2 separate regions of the Gossypium raimondii genome follow, and region 2 is linked to region 1. A link is a contact called in public Hi-C data. All regions are on one chromosome and are shown on one strand. The core of a region is the stretch at or near the end of the contact, and the rest is flanking DNA. Distances in the headings are between cores, read along the strand shown. Region 1 holds the start of LOC105794315 (pentatricopeptide repeat-containing protein At1g51965, mitochondrial). Region 2 holds the start of LOC105794318 (vacuolar fusion protein CCZ1 homolog B).

Region 1 (7,071 bases), core at 2,583-5,082:
AACATGATAATTTTCCATAATAGTAGAATTTAAAAGTCATATTATAATTTTCTTTACGTCTTTTCAAGATCAAGTTTTGATTGAGGGGGGAAATTACTTTATTTTCCTCGGATACATTGCATTTATTTAATATAGAAAACTGAGCTTAATTTGAAGTTGGAGTCTTTTTCCCCTTTGAATGGAGCTCAAGTGTGACAGTATTAAGTTGATTACATTTTCATATCTGAAAGGGTCATATCTAAGTTAAGTAGTATTTTTTTTTTTAATTCTACTTATTAGATGAAAAGAAAGTCTTTTATACTTGTTTATTTCTCTACAAGCATTTTATTGCTTAATCCTTCAATTTCTTAACCAAACAATGATTAGGAACATTATAATTAAGATTTAATATGCTTATATATTTAAAAAGGTATTTAAAACATAAGTTTGAAAATTGCAAGCAGATCTCTACAAATATTTACTATTAAATAATTTGAAGAAAGAAGATAATGAACGTTACGTTTATGTGTGGTTTATCATACAACTCACTAATATTCTCAAAGCAACTTAGAAGTTTGCAAAAGAAGAATCCCAAAACCCTCTCCTCCAACTTCAATGCAATCATTTTAGTTTGAGTCCTACACAACGCCAACTTTTAACAAAATTGCAAGGGGACAAAATTTAATTAAAGGGAAAAAAAGTATAGGGCAAGGAGGCCTGGGAGGAGCATTCAAAAAGCTAAATGCATATTACATACCTAAAGACTTGGCTTGCAGACTTCTTATTAGTCGATGGGAAATGGTTGACACAAATTGACACCTTCTCCGGCTGTCAATAGCTTAGCAGCAAATGAACAAGAAATCAGTCAGGGCTGAAAATCAAGCATATAATCTTCTTCTATTGTAAATAATCCACGCAATGTACCAAGAAATCAATTAGAGATTCTCCAAACCAAACCACTAGTATAATAGCAAAAGACTTCTATTGCTTTCACGTCTTAGCTTGTCACCAGGACGAGGGTTTGAACCTCAACAACCCCTTCCCCTGATCAAAAAGAAATTAGATATTCTCCAACACCACCATTTGAACAAGATATCTCCCTTTAAAAAGCCTCTCCAATGAACCAGCTAAACATGATAAAACCGAACTTACTCTAGCCTTGATTCATAACTACTTGGGAGTCAACTATTTAAGTATATCAAGGGATATATTAGATTCAAAATGCTCAAATAGTTAACTGCAAAAATGGTAAATTTTGAATCTAACCTTTCTAGCCTTTCATTATTTCAAAGGGCTAACAACCCAACCAGTGATAGGATTTTGCCTCCGAACTCTAAATTTCTTTTGTGGCCCACTTTGTAGCCGTTCAAGCACCGCGTATGTAATTGAATCAGGTGTTAACCCCTGCTGTTTAAGTTTTGTATACAGATCTACTGCCTGCGCAGTCCTGCCAGTTTTCTCAAGACAGTCGAGTAAAATGTTGTATGTCACAATGTTTGGACAACAGCCCGCAGCAAACATTTCATCGAATAGTGCACAAGCCATCTCAACTTTATCTGTTTTGCCAAAGCACTCAATGAGTGTGCTGTATGTTACAACATCTGGATTTAATCCTTTCTCTTGCATCTCCTTGAACCTCATGTGAGCTTCATCAATATTACCATTTTTCCCGAGGCAATTGATCAAAGAATTATACGATACAATATCAGGTTTACAATCACTTTTCTCGAGTTCCTCAAAGGTTTTGATAGCCTCATCAACTTTCCCAGCCCTTCCAAAGCTACAGATTAGAATATTGTAAGTAAATATATCGGGTGAAGGACCCTGCTGTTTCATCTTTTCATAAAGGTCATGAAGATGGGATATTTGCTTTAGCCTACCAAGTGCAGAAAATACCATGTTATACATGAATGCATCACTATTGATTCCCTTTTCCTTAATCTTACTTAGCAGATCAATTGCCTCAGTTGTTTTACCAGCACTACAAAGGCTTTCCAACATTGAAACATATGCATCCTTGTCTCCCTTATTGTGAAAGTTCCACATGTTGCAAAATAACCGGTGAGCCTCGCTAGCATGACCCAGCTTACTCAATGTCCTTACAAGATATGCATATATTGACTTACTCATATATTTCTTTGATATTTCAATAACTTCATCTAGTTTATTAAGTCGCCCTTCCACAACCAAAACATTTAGAATCACACTGTATGTAAATTCACTGGGCCGACAACCATTCTCGACCATTTCACGGAAGAGGCTAATAACCTTGTCAACCATCCGCCCATTGGCTAGTGCCTGAATCACAGTATTATAAGTAATCGAATTAAGAGAACAGCCATTTGACACCATTTCATCAAAAAGTTTCAGTGATTCATCACATCTACCAAGTTTTCCATTCATTTTCATCATAATTGTGTACGTATAATCATCCGGCACACAATGCTTTCTTTTCATGTCTTCAAAAACCATGTACGTCTGATCAACCTGTCAAATGCTGCAGATCAGATTAGCACTTCAAGGCACTTGAAATGGATGCATTCAGTAACAATATATATATTTAAAGGGGGGAAACATGTTCTGATGCAAAATGTAAAAGTAAATACCATAATTATCAAATCTAGAGAAAGAAGTGCAATATTTTACTTCTACGTAAGACAATCATGTTCAAAATAGTGTTACATTTTAGTACTTAATTCATTTTTAGTCAATTAATTTAGATTTGCTGTTCAAGTAACTGTTTAAGAAGTAAACGCAGATAATAAGTAGCAAAAAGGAAGTAACAAAAACACCAAGAAAATGAGCCTTGAATCTATGCTTTTACAATCTACCACAGGATTTGCTTTTAAACCCCAAAATACTTGAAATCAGAAAACCAAAACAAACCATTAAGCAGTAGTCAAAAGAAAACCAAATCGAATTTGTAAGAACATATCAATCAATTAAGAAGAGACTAAAATAAAGATCAAACCTTCCCATCCTTCGCCAAAGCATTCAACAACATGTTATAACCAAAGACATCTAACTTGTAACCTTTCCTCTTCATCTCCCCATAAACCGAAAACGCTTTCCCTGAGTCAAATGACCTTAAGTAAGCTTGAACCAAGCACTTATAAGTGTAAGCATTCATATTCAACTCCCATTTCTTCACTAGCCTCATACACGTGCCCAAATCCTCAGTGTTCCCGAAAAACCCTATAAGGATATTGACAGTGGAGATGTTTCCACGTATGCCGGACTTTTCCATGTCATCGAGGAGCGACCGTACGGTGTTGAAGCGATCGGGGCGCAAGGATTTGGAGAGGATGAGGAAGAGACGAGAATAGGTGAATGGGTCGTGGCGGAAATTGGGGGACAGGGAGGAGCAAAAGTGGAAGAATTTCAAGGCGAGGGAAGGGCAGCTTAGGGATTTGAGAATGAGGGAGGCTTCATCGGTGGTGAGGGTTGGGGAGAGGGACGAAAGGTACTGTGAGAGATCGGCGAAAGGGTTGGATTGGGATTGGGATTGGGATTTGGTGAGGATGTGTGTCACTTTGCAGATGAGTTGGTAGCGTGGGATCGGGTAGCCGCGAGAGTCGGTGACGACGGTAGGAAGGGAGACTTCGGCGGAGAGGGAGCGACCGCCCGGGGAAGTTGAGGTTATTTTGGCTATGTATTTGGTCGCGTAGTGGCGGCGGCTACTGGTTATAATGTGGTGGAATCGGCGGCGGTTGGGACGGTGCATCACGGAGGATTATTATTGCGCCACTTACGATTCGCTCTACAACGGTTCTTCGCTTTTTTGGTTCAAAAAATTGAGTGAAAAATGAACTCCAAGAGTCAAGATCAAGGACTCTTTAGGACAACATCTAAACAGTGACTACAAAATTTTGGTCTGTTAAAATTCGAAAGCAATGGTTTTTAAATACATGTACGTGAGTATTCGATCGAGTCAAGTCGAGTCGAGTCGAGTCGAGTTGAATTGAGTTAAAAAATTTTAATTTAATCGAGTTGATGAATTGTATTTTAGAAATTGAATTCAATTTGAATTTTTTTCAAATCAAATCGAATCAAGTCAAAAAATCTCTAGTCGAGTTAACGAATCTTATTATTTATACAAAATATTGTGTTTACATGGATAGATTATTTAACTAGTAGACGAAGTACAATATTATTTAACTACATAAATAATATAATGGTTTTGACTTTCAACTTAATGAGTAAACATTTATCAAAACAATGTAGTTTTGCCTTTTAACTTAATGGTTTTGGCTTTTAACTTTGAAAAGGTAAATATTTATCAAAACGATAACAAAGTAGTTTTGCCTTTTAACTTAATGGTTTTGGCTTTTAACTTTGAAAAGGTAAATATTTATCAAAACGATGTACTTTTGCCTTTTCTTATTGATTTTGGATAACTCAAATTGTGTAATTCATATTCAAGTTAAATAGAAAAACTTAATTTTTATTTGAGTTGATTCAAATAACTTGATTAACTCAAATAACTCGAACTATCTAATTCAAAATTTAATTTTTTATCGAGTTTTAGAATCAAATTAGATTTTGCTCACTTTTACTTACATCACTTAATTTTCCGTTCAATTAATTGAATTATTTTACTGGCTAATTTAGCGGTATATGTCTTCTTTTAAATCAGGGTTTTAGGTCTTTTTTTTCAAAAATTAAAGAAATAGGTCATTTTTTAAGAGAGAAAAGGAAAGCGCGTCCAACTGAGTGCGCTTTCTACATCTTGGCTGGAAACAGTGTGCGTTTCCCCCAATGGTTAATTCCAATAGTAAAAAAAATTAAATGCCAAATGGTCCAAAATTTTTCTCTATAAATACCACCAAATTTTACTTTATTTCACTCACATCCTATTCTCTCAAATCTTTCTATTCTCTCAACTCTCTAAATTCTCTCGATTTTCACAAGCTCTTATTCTAAACTTTTCGATATTCTCGTTTAAAAATATTAGTTTTTTAATTATTCTGTATTTTATTCATTCAGATTAAGTTTTCACAAATGAAAACCTCTTTAATTTGTTTCGATGAGAAACACATTTTCGCCGCTCAAGTAGTAATGGTAAGATGAAATTTTAAATTTCGTTATTTTCAATTAAGTTTAATTTTTTTAATATTTTAAAATAATTTTTTTGTCTTTTATAAATAGGTGAATGATCCTGTTTTGGAAGGGATCATACATAATTTGGCAATGCCTCCAATCACCGAACTTTGTGGTTACTTGCAAGAGGCGGGATTCTTGATACATCTTGTATGCTTGGGGGATGCAAACTCGATCCTACACTCATCAGAAAGTTGGTGGGAAAATGGAGGCCCGAAACACACACTTTCTATCTTATATGCGGCGAGTGTACAATCACACTCGAGGACGTAGAGTTATAACTCAGTCTACTGGTGGATGGGTCAGTTGTCATGGAATCAACGATAGTTCTCAGTAAAGAAGACCTCTACGCGACATTATTGGGCAAGGTCTTGAACTCGTTCGAAGGTGGCTGGATACAGATGAAGTGGTTGGAGACCAATTTCAAGAAGCTTCCTCCGCACGCAACCAATATGGTCAAAGGATAATACGCCCGAGCATTCATTCTAAGATCAATCAGGGGCATTTTAATGTCTGATAAATCTCGAAATTTGGTGCACATAAGGTGACTACTACACTTAGTGGACTTCAAAGAATGTGAAAAATTGGGTTGGGGATCGTCGTGTTGGCCACGTTGTACCAGGAGTTGTGTCAGGCGACGAAATCAAATATGATCTCAATCGGTGGTTGCCTTTTCCTGCTGTAGTTGTAGGATTGGTGGCGACTACCGTTTCTACATCCCTGAATGAGCAACCCATACAAGTTCATGTTGGTGACAAGGTAAAATTATTTGTTAATAAATACGTAGTTTGTATAATAATTGTTTTTATTTATTATATGTTTGAACTAACATATCGCTTATACAGGTAGAACCATGGGCCGAGTTACGTGGGACTACCCGACCAACTGAAAGATATTAGGTTGTTGTTAGATCAACGCTCAAAAGTTGATATTAGCTACTTACTCTTTCAAACATATATTAATTATGCAATGATTTGTAAAATAAAATTTTGTAGATAACAGAATTTACTTGTTCACTTCAGTTTGAATGGATGTCATATGCCGACACCGATATCATAAATTACATCTCACCAGAATTGTTGGCCAGTCAGAGGATGTAGGACGCGAAGGTGCCGTTGATAGTGTACACGATGGTGGAAATATACGAATCAGATCGAGTGATGCGGCAATTCAGATGGAGGCAAAAAATTCAGCTGCCATTGCGACACATAAATAAGTTGCACAATGTGGACCTTCAAGGGGAGAATGACGAGGACTGGAAAGAGATTCACAAGGACTACATAGACATTTGGGATCGTAGGATGGAATTCTTACCCTTCCATGAACCATTTTTCTCAACAGACACTGTGGCCTGTTTAGAGTACATGTCATGGTTCAAGTCGCCAGAATGTTGTATCTACTATCGGTGGAGGCGAGGAGTAGGCACCTTCATTAGAAGAGGCAACGACGACCACCCCAGCAATGTAAGGCCAGACACGGTCACACGATGGGTTCGTCATCGACTCCGACCAAAGAACCGCCGTCTATGTCTACACAATATCTCGGTCAATTAACTCCACTTATTCTTATTCATTTCACTAACCCCGTGTTTTCTTACAAGCACCGCACTACGTAGCACCGCACGTCCATGGTTCTTTTGTTCCTGCATGTACATATTTTGGGGCACTGATGTAAACTCGAAATTATATAGGGTTTTCTATATGTTTTTACCACCTTTTTACTTAATTATTATGTTTATCTCGAGTAATAATTATCGAAATAAGTGAATTTTACTTAATTAGTAATTTTAGACATGATTTTCATGCATATTTTATATTAATTCATGTTAATTTATTAATGTATGTATTTTTCACTATGTAGGTAGTATATGGAAACATGATTTAAATAAATAAAAGATGACCATGCACAAATTATCCATGTGGACGACAAGACCATGCAATTTTGGGCATGGGGACAAAAACATAAAATCACTAATAATGAGATAAAATCACT
Region 2 (7,071 bases), core at 2,721-5,220, 170 kb after region 1:
CTGTTACCATCCACTATCAAGTAGCGATACCCACTGACATGATAAGCATTCTCTCCACCCCATCCCTTTGACAACTTTTCTTCAACTTTCAAAATCTTCAGTGAGGCCTAAGAGTTAAAGAGATTGTCAGCCTAGCTAATTATGAAAAGATATTGTTTCTAAACTTGATATAATTATTGCATCTAATAATTAAGGATCATTGTCTATTAGGAATTTGCTTTAATGCTTAAGTCATGCACATTTCAAATGTCCTAAACATGAGTTATCATTTCAGATATTATTATATCTATCAAGAAGACAAAAGGTTTTTGAAAGGTCTATACCACCAGTCCTTGTTCATACCACCAAAATATTTGAAAAAAGTGGATGCCAAAACTTTGCATGCAACAAAACGAATGGATTAGAAACAAAATTAGGGTAAAAGGACTTGGAAAGAAACAAAGATAATGCTTATATCAAACCCAAATAGTGCCATTGGTTTAAGACAAAAAGACGGACATAAGAAATTCGTATGTTAGCAATCTAGACTAGCAGAAATGACTTAGGCCATGGGCTATGTAAGGGCACGGGCTCTAAGATGCAAAAGAAAGATTTTGAAGGATGAGAAGTGGGAAAGACAAGTATATAAGAAATAAATGAATTAGACATGCTACGAGCTTATGAGGATACATTGTGAAAAAACCATAGAATTTGTGAAACTAAAATAAAAAGTATTTGAATGAACTGGTTGATAAATGGAAATACTTATGCTAAGTATGATATATAGCACATGTAGGAACCAACATTTTCAAGAAGTTGCTGTTTCACAGTTGAAACACCTTGCTCCCCATTAAGTATAGAAGAAAGAGGAATAAGAAGGATCAACGTAAGGCTTTTGTACTGATAAGCACATAGATACATCCTCTCCTCCGTATGCTGTAGCCAAACTATTGGAGTGGTTACATCTGAGCCACCAACATCCACACCCCAAATATCAGTGATAAGAAAACCATCCTTCCCTTTGGACCACTTGTCATGCTGCAAGGGCCTTATAACACGGTATCTATTATCTCCAGCAGGAGAAGTATCTTGTGAACCATAAAATTGTTCTGAAACAGATCCAGAGGGGGCCAAGGTAGATCCAGCAGTAACATGTGATGAAGTGTTTCCCTTGCGTAAATAGGACCATGACCTTGCTCCAGAGGATAGAGCAAGTGGGGTTAGCCTTAAAACCGCATACGTGAACAAGTTTACGGTATCCTCCTGACAACAATATCATTAGAAGCATTAGTATTTAGTTTTAATAAAATCTAACAGGAATGGTTCCTGTAAGAATGTTGACCAGGAAAATTTATTTAGCCATTAAACATTAATGTCATTTTAGTATAAAATTTGAGTCGGGTGAGAGAAACTAGAAAACTGCTACATCAGCTTTGAAGATCAGACCATACAGGAGAAAGTGTTGTGGACACGAGCAAGTCTTGAAATAAAATGAGCGAGGAGCATGGTGCGTTGCCAGCAGAAGATTCTAATAGTCTGACAAGTGTCTGCCAAAACAAGAGGAAATCATTAAAACTAAAAGAAATAACAATTACAAACAACTCTCATTTTAAGGTGCATATGGTACTGTTCATCTTCTATGCTTATATAAAGTTTTAATCAAGCAAAGCAGCAATGAATGATTTTCTATAAGTTTCTAATCTCCGGTTTTAAAATAGTTTAAGTTAGCAGGTTAAAAATTGCAGTAGAAAGCAACAGTGTTGTCAACTCTTGCATCTGGTATAAAAGGTCAAATAGGATTATCCAGACTCATTTTTGGAAGAATCAAACAACTATTTAGAAGGTCAAACACTGAGAACTGTTCAATTAGATTCACTCATTAATGCCATATCTCTTATTCTGGTAAATTAAGAAAGCAAATCTAAGAGAGGCATCTAATGCTTTATTAAACTCCCTTTACCAGTTTTTCCTATGAAAATCCTAAACCTTATATATATAGTCAAGAAGAAAAATCAAAAAGTGTGTTCAATAGAAGACTCATGTCTCTGGATCTTACAGGTGAGCTTGATTGCGTTGACTTGCCCACTGAAAAGAGAAAAAATCTAGACAATTTACAAACAACGACAATATATAATATAGTGTCACTTTGCTCTAATTATATAGCAAGAACTTAGAAATCTACGATAGGAACAATATATGGGAAACTTTTACACAAGTGGAAATATGTCGTTTGATGGTTCAGTAGATACAGAGTAATGATGGCACCAGACCTCAAATTCAAACTACATTATCACTTCAAATATAAAGCAGAGCAGATTCATTCGAGCATAGAAACTATCTATTATCAGTTATTCAGTATGCTAATATCCAGTCACTAGTATTTTAGTTCCAAGGGTACATAACTCGAAACTACCATAATATAAGTTTCTTCATCGGAGGTAGGAACTTTAAACCACTTATTATGGAAAATGTGAAAGAATTTTGGCAATTCAACTACACATGATAACTGCCAAAACACACACGCATGCACACAAATTCTTAACACAAACCTGAACTTCAATTGCAGCCTCTCGTCCTACAGTTAGCATCTGTACAGTCCTTCGTTCCTTTAAACAGTCACGGAATGATGGCAACAGGAGTTTCTTCCCAACCAGAAAATCTGCCTCAAAATAAAAGTTATACATAAGGTATGAGATATAGCTACTTCAGCAAGACTTGGAAGCACAAATCCAGATAAAGCCATTTGATACAGCAACTTCAGCATTACCCCAGCAGCACTCATCCAAGGGAGACAGCTTTTGACATGCTGACAATTAGTGACTTGCAATGAAATATTTTGAATAAAAGACAAAATAACAATAAACTTAGCACAAGTTTCAAGCAGACATAAAATTTCATAACTTACCTCTTAGATAATCCATGATGAAAGGGTATAAATGAGCACGAGTTAGTCCTCCGCCAGGTTCTTTGTCAAGCAAAGCTCTAATAGATCCATGAAACATCATGAAAAGAGAGTGAATTTCCTTGAGAACCTCTCTTAATGCATCAATCCGCCATATGGCTTCCGGCTCCTTACTTTTCTCCACTATCTATAACAATAAATAGCAGATATCAGACATCAGACTTTCCCATCAAGGGAAAAAATTTTTACAGATTGACCAAGATATATGTACTTTACTCTTTTTCCAACAAAATGCTGGTAATTAACGGAACATGTCTAAACAAGGTTTCAAGATTTCAAGACAATCTATTGACACCAATAACCAAACATTTGTACATCTATGCCTAAAATTATCATTCAGAAGCAAATGGACATAGAAAAAATATATATCACACTAGATAGTCACAACTACATTCATACCATAACCATCCAAATATCTGGCTCTGCCTCGTAAAAGACATGAGAGTGCCTCTCTGCCTCTATAACCTCGCAAGCAGCCTCCGGAGAGAAAATTCTGCAGAAAAAACTCGAATTTTTTTGTAAAAAGAACTAGCTAAACAAAGAAACTTTGTTCTAATCTTAAACTGAACACGATGGATCACGAAAGGGGTTCCTTAGTACTAACCGCGTGAATGTAATAAGCCCTTCGCTGAGCCCAATCACAGAGAGTTGAGTCGAAAAGGGCAAATCAGGAGGAAAGAAGTATAAAATTTTATCAAGTTCTTGCCCTTCGTGTTGGCCTCTTCTCAAATCAAATATGCAGAGTTGCATGCCTTCAGTAGCAGTGCCAATAGACGACAAACCCATGAAACTAGCTAATTTGTTTCAATGAACCTGATTGAAATAAACAGAAAAAGGAAGATTGGAACGCAAAAAAAGCTACACAATTAATAGGAAAGAAAAATTAAGAAAAAGCGACAGTGAGATGCCAAAACACTTACTCTGTAAAATTTGGCGACGAAGCTTCTCAGATCCTCAGTAGCCAAAGAACAAGAGCGAGTAGACTTGCGGTTTGGAGATGAACTTTGAATCGTAGGTGGAAGGAGTAATTGTTAGTTAATGATTAAAAATTAAATTAAAAAAAGGGGAACTTTTGGGCTTTCATGGTAAAGCCCAATTTGAGTTGGGCATCAAGTTTGGAGCCTAAAGCCTACAACCACTCTTTCCAAATTGCTTAAATTTAAATTATCAAAAGCTAACTAAGAATTAGTTGAGTGTGATGATAAGGTACATTAAGGAAAAGACTTAAACTCGAATCTTGAAGACAAAATTATTGGGAGGGACAATCACATATTAATTAGGTTTAATTGGATTTTTTACATTTTTCACTTACCATTATAATTTGATTTGATTTTTAGTTTTTATATAGCTTTTTATTTTTAGACTTATTTTGAGAAATTAAAGTTATTTTTATGATTTTTAATATTATTTGATAAATTTTAAAGAATAATTTTTCAAGTAAATAAACAATAATCAATACATATTTTTATACAAAACTCTTAAATAATTTTGACTATTTTAAATATTTTTTATTTTTATATCATAAAATTAGATTTAATTATAAATTAAATAAAAACTAGAATTGATCTGGTTTGAGTAACCACAATTTTTAATTTGTATTTCATAAACCGTTCAAACATTACAATTTAGATCAATTTTGATTTTTCAATCTTTCTCATTCAAACCTATAATAAACTAGATTAATGGCACGTGAGTGAAAATAATTAAAATATATATATCTATTAAAATCTATATAAAAATAGTTGATGCTTTGGTTATAATAATAAAGTTAAATATTTATCATGTATGGTATTTTAGGTTCATATATTATTATAATCAAATTTTTATGAATTTATTATATAGAAACACAAACACACCCTTATATATATATTTACATTTGAGAGGGTATTTTAATAGTTTTATTACGGAGTGAGTCGTATAGATACCTTGGAAGTTAGGTACTATTGATAAATTTAAAAAAAATTAAGTGTTACTAAATTAGATATTATTTTTTAGGATTGAATTTTTGTTGTTAATCCTTTTATATATTTATAAAAATCAAGTACCTTGATAATTATAATTTTTATGCATCGTTTTTAGAATTAGACCAACCAGTTGATTCGGGAGTCGATCGGGGTATAGGTCCTAAATAAGGGATCAGATCGATTAACCGTGAATCAGTTGAATCGATTAGACCAATTGAATTGACGATCAAGTTGAGTGAACCAATTTTTCCTTCTTTTTTTTTCCTCTTTTATATCTTTAATAAATTTATTCAATTAAACCGAATGAACTGATTGAAACATGAATCGATTGTCTAATTAATTTAACCACCGGTTCAATTCTGAAAATATTACTTTTGTGTAACAAAAAAAGACAATTATGTTATAAATAAAGAGAGATTGAGAGAATAAAGAATAAAAGAAAATATAAAAGCAATAGATGATATACTTTATTGAACGAAAGGGATGATTACAATGCTTCATTAGAGTCTCTATTTATAGGCATAAGAAGTATAAAAGAAGTAAAGATCTAATTCTATTAACTATTAGAATTTAAAGTACACCAAAAATTTATCTTGATCATGATGGACATCCACTTAATAAGATATTCATAACACTCCCCATTGAATGTCCATTGGTATATAATGTGCCTCATTAAAACCTTATTAGGAAAAACCCTATGGGATAAAAACCTAATGAAGGAAAAAGAGTAGAGAATCTATAATACGTATAATATGCTACCTCATTAAAAACCTTATCAGGAAAACCTAATGGAACTGTAATACCCAATTTGCCCAGCCCAATTTTATAAATAAAAACAAAAAATTATTAAAAGTCCATCAGGCCATAGTTACAAGCCAAAAAATAATAAACTCAAATCATATCAGCAAGCCCAATACCTAAACAACCCAAACACTAGACTAGCCCAAAGCCTAATCCAGCCCAACCTAGCCCAAAACATTCCCCAAACGCCGAAACCCTAGCAGCCACAACAAGCCTTCAGCATCACAGCCACCAGGGCCTTCCCTCGCACGTGCGCCACCGCCACGTGCCATGCCTCCACTCCCATTGCTCCGTACGGCCGTACCTGCACACAAGCAAACAAGCAAAAACGAACAGAAAACAGCAGCAAATACAAAAGAGCGAAATATATTTTGTTGTAATTTTTATTTCGTTTTATCTTCGGCTATATAAAGCCATTTTCCAGAATTTGTAAGGGGGACACACACGAAATAAATACAAAAAGAAAAAATTGAAAACAAGGTTTTTTTTCTCTTTCTTTTTTTCATTCTGTTCTTTTTCCAATTCATATTTCTTTCTTTTTCAGTTTTTTTATCATATATACATATATAAGGATAGATATAAAATAAAAAGCGAGAAATTACCTTTTAACAGCGCCGTTGGGTCTTCGCTCCCTCCATCGCCGTCGGAGTCTGGGCGGAGATTAATCGGTGTTCGGATGGCCAAGTTTTTAAATGGAGAGCGGCTAGGGTTTTCTTTGATTCAAAATGGCTGAAACATTTTCTTTTTTATTTATAAGGGCCATGTAAAATGACATCGTTTGAGGTTTGTTTCAATACCCTCAAAACAGTGTCGTTCAATCCTATAACCCAATGATCCGACCCGAAGCGGATTAGATCCGCGCGTCCTAGTATTGGTGGGGTTATTTGCTTTGCGCTTTGGTTCAACCTAGTTTCTGTTGTTTCTTTAAATTGGGTCGTCTATTTTCCTACGGATTTCATCTTAGTCCACATGCAATGCTGCATTTTGAGGGCACGGGATTATTTCCCTTTTTGGTCCCTAATATTACGCGCATGTTTTGACACAGCCCTTAGATATTTCTAATTGTGTTGTCTTTCCCTTAAATTTGGTTTTAATTTTCGATTTAGTCCCCTTTATGTTTTTTAAGTACTTAACTATTTTTATTATTATTGTTATTATTATTAATGCTACTATAACTATTAGTATTATTATTTATATTAGTTTATACGTTTATTTACCTATTTACATATATTATTATTTTGTTATTTATATTATTACTTTAAGTTTTGAATTACCATCATATATTAATAATTAGTTTCATTACGTATTTTTATGTAGTATTATTTTATGTTATAAATAAAATTATATTACCACTTTGGATTTATT

Evidence for each region. A called contact is a pair of places that touch in the nucleus more often than the background predicts.
Region 2: a contact with region 1 is called in a Hi-C map of leaf, with 3 times the contacts expected there. The contact joins the promoter of LOC105794318 here to the promoter of LOC105794315 in region 1. A contact is called at or near these places in 2 of 2 Hi-C or Micro-C datasets (both in leaf).

What each region holds. Positions count from the first base shown.
Region 1 is chr3:41,947,828-41,954,898 of ASM2569854v1, forward strand. LOC105794315 (pentatricopeptide repeat-containing protein At1g51965, mitochondrial) reads right to left here and starts at 3,833. Exons shown (of 4, transcript XR_008194465.1): 1 at 2,951-3,833; 2 at 1,246-2,466; 3 at 737-817.
Region 2 is chr3:42,117,316-42,124,386 of ASM2569854v1, forward strand. It overlaps LOC105794318 (vacuolar fusion protein CCZ1 homolog B), which reads right to left and starts at 3,971. Exons shown (of 10, transcript XM_012623450.2): 1 at 3,862-3,971; 2 at 3,546-3,754; 3 at 3,341-3,434; 4 at 2,885-3,068; 5 at 2,529-2,638; 6 at 1,431-1,526; 7 at 784-1,242; 8 at 1-107. The coding sequence starts at 3,727.